2 separate regions of the Sus scrofa genome follow, and region 1 is linked to region 2. A link is a contact called in public Hi-C data. All regions are on one chromosome and are shown on one strand. The core of a region is the stretch at or near the end of the contact, and the rest is flanking DNA. Distances in the headings are between cores, read along the strand shown. Region 1 holds the start of LOC100522551 (carbohydrate sulfotransferase 6). Region 2 holds the start of ADAT1 (tRNA-specific adenosine deaminase 1).

Region 1 (2,799 bases), core at 19-2,518, 90 kb after region 2:
GGATGCTGTGTTGCTGTGGCTGTGGTGTAGGCAGGCAGCTTGTAACTCCGATTGGACCCCTAGCCTGGGAACTTCCATATGCCACGGGTGCGGCCCTAAGAAAAAAAAGTTATCACTGTTGGCATTCTGATACACAGATACACATCTTTTTAATCATTTGTTTCTAATTATTTGCTCTCATAAACAACCCTCCTAAGAACCTTGCATATAAATCCTTTTTGCTAATTTATTTCCTTAAGATAGATCCTAGAGGAGTTCCCATTGTGGCTCAGCAATAACGACCCCGACTAGTATCCATGAGGATGTGGTTCCATCCCTGGCTTCGCTCAATGGGTTAAGCACTGGGCCTTTCGTTGAGCTGTTGTATAGATCACAGAGGAGGCTGGAATCCTGGTTGCTGTGGCTGTGAGTAGGCCAGCAGCTAGAGCTCTGGTTTAACTCCTGGGAACTTCCATATGCCATGGGTGCGGCCCTAAAAAGGGGAAAAAAATTCCTAGATCCTAGAAAGAAATTTCCAATTCAAAAAGCGTATGACCATTCTTAAGGATGTTAATTCATCTTGCCAAACCGCATCATGGAAAGAATGCACTAATTTATACTCGCAGCAGCAGAGGCTTCTTTTTTAAATCCCACCATGGATTATGAGAGGTCAGGATGCTCTGTCTTTTTCAGATGCTTGAACTCTGCTCTGTTATCTGTAGGAGGAAATAACATCTTTATTTATTGAAACAAAACCTGTATTTATTCGGACCTGCCATCAGGCCTGAGCCTCTGGGTGGAGATGAGGGCAGAGAGGGGCCAGGAGGAGGGAGACAGCCAGCTGCAGGCCTACTTCCTGAGGGCCACCTGGTGTCCTGGGCCCTCCCAGCTCAGACTCTCCTGGCATCAAGGTGCCTGGGACTTGGCTTAGGCTTGAGGCTGGGGGCTCGGGAAAGAGTTTGGATTCCAGGTCATTTGGCCGCGAGGATGCCACCGAGAGCGAGGAGGGGCAAAATTAAGATTCGCTTTCCTTCACAAGGGCCTTTTGTGTTCCCACGGGCCTCTCCTTTCTGGGGATTGGAGGGATGGACAAGCTTGTTTGGGTTTTTGTTTTTGCTTTTTGTTTTTTTGGTCAATTATTGGGATGAGGGGTGACCGCGAGCACCCTTTCACAGCCGTAGCCAAACCGTGCGCCTCGGGCAGCCCCCGGCCGGCTGCCGCGCGCCTTCCGCGGGGCCCGCCCCTGGACGGCCGCCCCTCCCCCGAGGCGTGGCCCCTCGGCCGGGGGTGGGCTGGGTATCTGCAGCCGGGGGCCAACCGGCTCTTTCCTTCCTTCCCTCCCGCCCCGGCTCCCTCCCGCCTGCTCCGGGACCGCAGCCACGTCTGAAAGCGCCTCATTGTGCGCGCTCGCTCCGGCCGGCAGCGCCTGAGCAGCCCTGCGGGCGGCCGCACAGGTAGCGTGGGGCGTGGGGCGTGGGGCGCGGGGCCCGGCCCCGTAGGGTTCCGGGGCAGGGGGGGCGGCATCTGTTTCTCGTCCTTGCCCCAGGAAGACTCCCCCAATTTCCCGTTCTTACCACACTTCTCTCTCTCTCTCTCTTTTTTTTAGGGGATTCCTGCTCTGTTTCCAGATTCCCGGCGCCTTGGGTCTCCAGGTGCCTCCAACATCTTGGTATCCGCTTCCCAGGGCCGTGCCCCTTGCCTGTCCCCGGTGTCCCTGGGTGCCCCTTCACAGCTTTGGGACCTTGCAGAACAAATCAGCCCCTGCGGATTCTTCCGACGGGGAGACAGAGAGGCTGTGGAGTGGAACTTGGAGGAGACGACGTCCAGGAGTCTTTGCTAGGACTGGGGACAGAGACGTGAGCCTCCCGCCGCGCCCGTCGGGCAGGGACGCCTCGCCTGGGGTACGTTGGCTTGTCCTCTCCGCGCGGGATGACCACACCCTGGGCGGCTTGGGCCCGGGCAGTGGCACATCCGAGGAGACAGCGGGGAGGTGTGCGGGGAGGAGCCGAGGTGATGGTGGTGGAGGTGGTTTTATCAGAACGTGAAAAAGACATTACCTTCTCAAGCGCTGGTTCGAAAGTGTCTTCCTGGGGCCTCAGCGCACGATGTCTCTGGCTGAGGATACCTTGTCTCTTGCAACTTGAGTTTCAAACGGTATGCCCTTCATCTCGAAAGCCCTCTCTAGGGGCTTTCTCCTCCGACCTCTGGGGGAAAAGCAGCTCGGTGAGCCAGTTGAGAACCAGATCCAGCTGAATTTGAGGCCCCTGCTTCTGGCTGCTGGACCTTGAGCAACAATAGAGACCTCTCTTGGCTTCAGCTGTAGGTCCCCAGCAAATGTTAACTCTCTTTTCTCTTCCCTCTTGTCCCGGAGGCACGAGGATGGGAAAACGGAGGCCTCAAGAGCAGAAAGGACTTGGCTGATGTGAAGCATGAGGGAGTGAGCCAGGTACCAGCGCTAATGAGAATAACGTGCTGCTCAGTGAGCCTTAAGGGTTCTATTGCGCTTAGTGTGTAGGCGCTGTTAAAGCCTCATTTACACTAGTCAAGTGAGGCATGGAGAGGTTAGCAGTGACTTGCTCAAAGTCACACACCCTACTGATTGTAGAGCAAGATTTTCACCCAATCCAGCTTCAGAAGCCAGGCTTCTTGCCGTTATTCACTGTCTGTTGTGTCTCTTCTGCCCCTGCCTAGGCTTGCCACTTGCTGGTGCTAGGATCACTGCAACCTGGCCACATCTTCGCATTTTCCTTATGCAAAGGCTTTCTCTTGGATTCTTAGAATATAGTTGGGACCCAAGATTTGGAAGATTCCTGAACAAAT
Region 2 (3,203 bases), core at 626-3,125:
CTAGAAAGTAGAGTCGTCACTGACTTGAAATGGAAAAACAGTGCAGGTTTGAGAAAAGTGAATGGTTTTGTGATATGCCTGTTAGACAGTGGGTGGGGAAGAGTGGGGAAGGTTTTCACTTTCTGCTCAGTTCAGCTGCCCTAAGCATGTGACTAGGGCCTGCTGGTAAAACAGAGCCCGTAACACAGGGAGGCAGCTGGGGTAACTCTTCCCCAATGAGTCTGACAACAAAAGACTTGTCTTTGGCATCTCAGCAAAACCTCTGGGAGCATCTTTGTGTACTTTCACAGAGCAGGTGTCTACTTCTGCGGTTGGTAAAATGATCTAAGCACACCAAACTACTAACAGGGAACAACTTCAGAGCATGCTGAGCATCTCAATCTTTGCTGGTGTTAAAGCACAGACTCCAGAAGCACTTGGTAGTGGTGGTTACATGACGAGGTGGTATCTCAGAAGAAACACTTCTATGGCACATCCTTCAGCGAGGTGCTGTTAACTAAAAAAAAAAAACAATCATCTCACCAAAGGAGGGGTGTGGGGTCAAGATAAGGGACTGGACTTCTGGCAACACTGTACCATCAATGTGGACCACTGGAAAGGCAACAAGGATTAATGAGGAGCTGTTTAGGGAGTTCCCGTCGTGGCTCATCAGTTAAAGAGTGCAACTAGTATCCATGAGGACGTGGGTTCCATCCCTGGCCTCGCTCAGTGGTTAAGGATCTGGCATTGCCATGAGCCGTGGTGTAGTTCACCGAGTGGCTCAGATCCTGTGTTGCCGTGGCTTTGGCGTAGGCCGGTGGCTACAGCTCCAATTTGACCCCTAGACTGGGAAATTTCCATATGCCAAGGGTGCAATCCTAAAAAGACAAAAAAAAAAAAAAGCTGTTTAGTAGTAGACTAGAGCAGAGCCAGCTGTCTGGCCTCAAGAATGCCAGAGATAGAGAAGAAATGAAGCAGCTGTAGACATCTGTGGCATTTGGCAAGAAAAATGACAAATACCCCCTTAAACAGCTGAAGGCTCACAATTTGCTAACTGCTGTATGGGGGTGAACAAAAACAAGTATGGTCCCAAGTTCTAGACTTGTAGGAGAGAGAGGAAGAGCAAGGTCCTTATCCTTGGAGGAAGCCTGTGGCCCTTTTCCTGTGATCTAGGGAGAAGGATGGGGTCAATTAAGTTGCACTCCTCTAGCATTTGAGAGAACTCTCTCATCATTAGGAACTGAGTTAAAAACAAAAACAACAACAACAAAAAAAACTGCTGAATGATACAGACTTCTGAAATGTCCAAACAGCTATACTACCTATTTTTGGCAAACCGAAGGTTTTAGACTAGCACTGTCCACTACAGTACCCAACGGCCATACGTAGCTATTGAGCATTTGAAATGTGGCTGGTCAGAACTGAGATATAAAATACACACCAGTTTTCTTAAGTTAGTGTAAAAAAATGTAAAATAAGTGAACATTTTTATTAAATATTGATTACTCGTTGAAATATGTTGGATAACCTGGGTTAAAATATATGGTTAAAATTAATTTCACCTTTTCTTTTGACTTTTTAAAATATAGCGCCTAGAACATTTTAAATTACATATCTGGCTCGAATTATATTTCTACTGGACAGACCTGTTTTAGACAAAAATTCAAACTAGTGTTCCAACATACAACCTCATTCTACCGTACGAATCTATCTTACCGGGGAATCAGCCTCCCTGAGCCCATTACATCTGTATCTACGCAGAGCAACGCAAATCGACGGACTCTAAGGATCCACCCTGCAGCCCCCTGGCTCCGGCCCCTGGAGGACTACAAGGGCCAGCGTGCACTGCGTGCCTCCAGGGAACAGGCTTGGGAGGGCCACCTCATTGTGACGTCACGTCCGCTGCGCCGCGCGGTCTTCTTCCTCCCTTCGAGAGCGCGTGTCGAGGAGGTGGGAGGGCGGTGTCCGTGAGCGGTTGCGGTCGTGGGGCCGAGGGCGCACAGGATAGGGAGGGCCCTGGGGCTCCCGGGGAAGATGCTGTAGGTCTGACTTTCTCGACCCCTTTTTGTGTGGGAAGTGGATGTTGCGGACCTTCCCCCGCACCCAGCGGCGTGTCTGGTGGGAAAATGCGGCTCCTTTCATGCTGACATCCCTGCGCCGACAGCGACTGCTGCGGACGAGCGCGGGGCGCGTGACCCGGGGGTTGCATACCGCATAACTCCAGCGGGCAGGCGTGCACGTTGTCCCTGCTGCGCGGGCCTGGAGTTACCCATACCTGGCCGAATGGGCCTCTGGAGGGTGTTGAGGAGGGGAGGCTAAGGAAAATAGGCGTCCCTTCCAACCTCGCTAAAGCCTTTTCCCCAGACAGCCTTCCGGACTTGAATTTTCTTTCAAAAGGAAGTGGGTTTTTAAACTTTTTGCCGCTGTTAAAACATGCCGCCTTGTGGGCAAAGAAGTGCATGTCTAACTAAACTGTTGTTTCATATGAAGAAATTATTCAAGTTCTAGGAGAGAATAGTGGACGCAGTACAGCAAAACATTTATTCATTTCCGCTACTGGGCACGCTCCTCCAGACTCAACTCTGAATAAGGTGGTGATACAGTTTTGAGCCGCTGTATCGTAGGGAGTCAGCGTTTCTTCTAGCAAGTTGTCTTTGGCTGTTATGATTTGTGATGCGTGCCTCTGGTTTAATTTCAGTTTGGTGCCAGAGTATCTGCCTTCATAAAGTATACTGCCTTGTATGTCCCCTCTGCCCCTGAAATGAGAGAGAAATCCCTTCTAAATGGAGGATTCTGGGCTCGCCCATGCTTTTCTTTTGCTCAGAGAGATACAAGACTTAGGCTGGTTCTCTGACTTTAAAGTCGTAATTTATGTCAGTGCCTTCCGGATTCTTGTTTTAAATCACTGTGGTCTGATTTACCATGACCATTTATTGAAATAACAGGCCTGCACATCCGAACTGGTAAATTATAAACTGAGGCATTTTAGAACTTTTATGAGTTTATTTGAGCAAAAATCCTTTCCAATCAGGCACAAGCTAAGTGGAAGTAGTTAGGAGCCCTCTGCAGACAGGAGCCAAGGTAGAAACTGATGTAGCATAAGTGCAGAAGCAAGAAAAGAAATTGTTTAGATCTTGGTTTGCTTAGATAGACCACCACAGCATTAGAGTCTCTTCAGTCTGATGGCCTCCTTGTTTAATTAGTTTAACAGGATAGGAGCAAGG

What was found. Hi-C and Micro-C count contacts between places; a contact is called where the count stands out from the background.
Region 1: a Hi-C map of epiblast stem cells shows a contact between it and region 2, with 2.1 times the contacts expected there. The contact joins the promoter of LOC100522551 here to the promoter of ADAT1 in region 2. A contact is called at or near these places in 3 of 47 Hi-C or Micro-C datasets (embryonic fibroblasts, epiblast stem cells and skeletal muscle) and 1 of 2 datasets of contacts at active chromatin or transcription factors (skeletal muscle).

Annotation. Positions count from the first base shown.
Region 1 is chr6:12,164,910-12,167,708 of Sscrofa11.1, forward strand. LOC100522551 (carbohydrate sulfotransferase 6) reads left to right here and starts at 1,269. Exons shown (of 5, transcript XM_013998171.2): 1 at 1,269-1,433; 2 at 1,586-1,880.
Region 2 is chr6:12,074,488-12,077,690 of Sscrofa11.1, forward strand. It overlaps ADAT1 (tRNA-specific adenosine deaminase 1), which reads left to right and starts at 1,876. Exons shown (of 10, transcript XM_021093768.1): 1 at 1,876-1,929.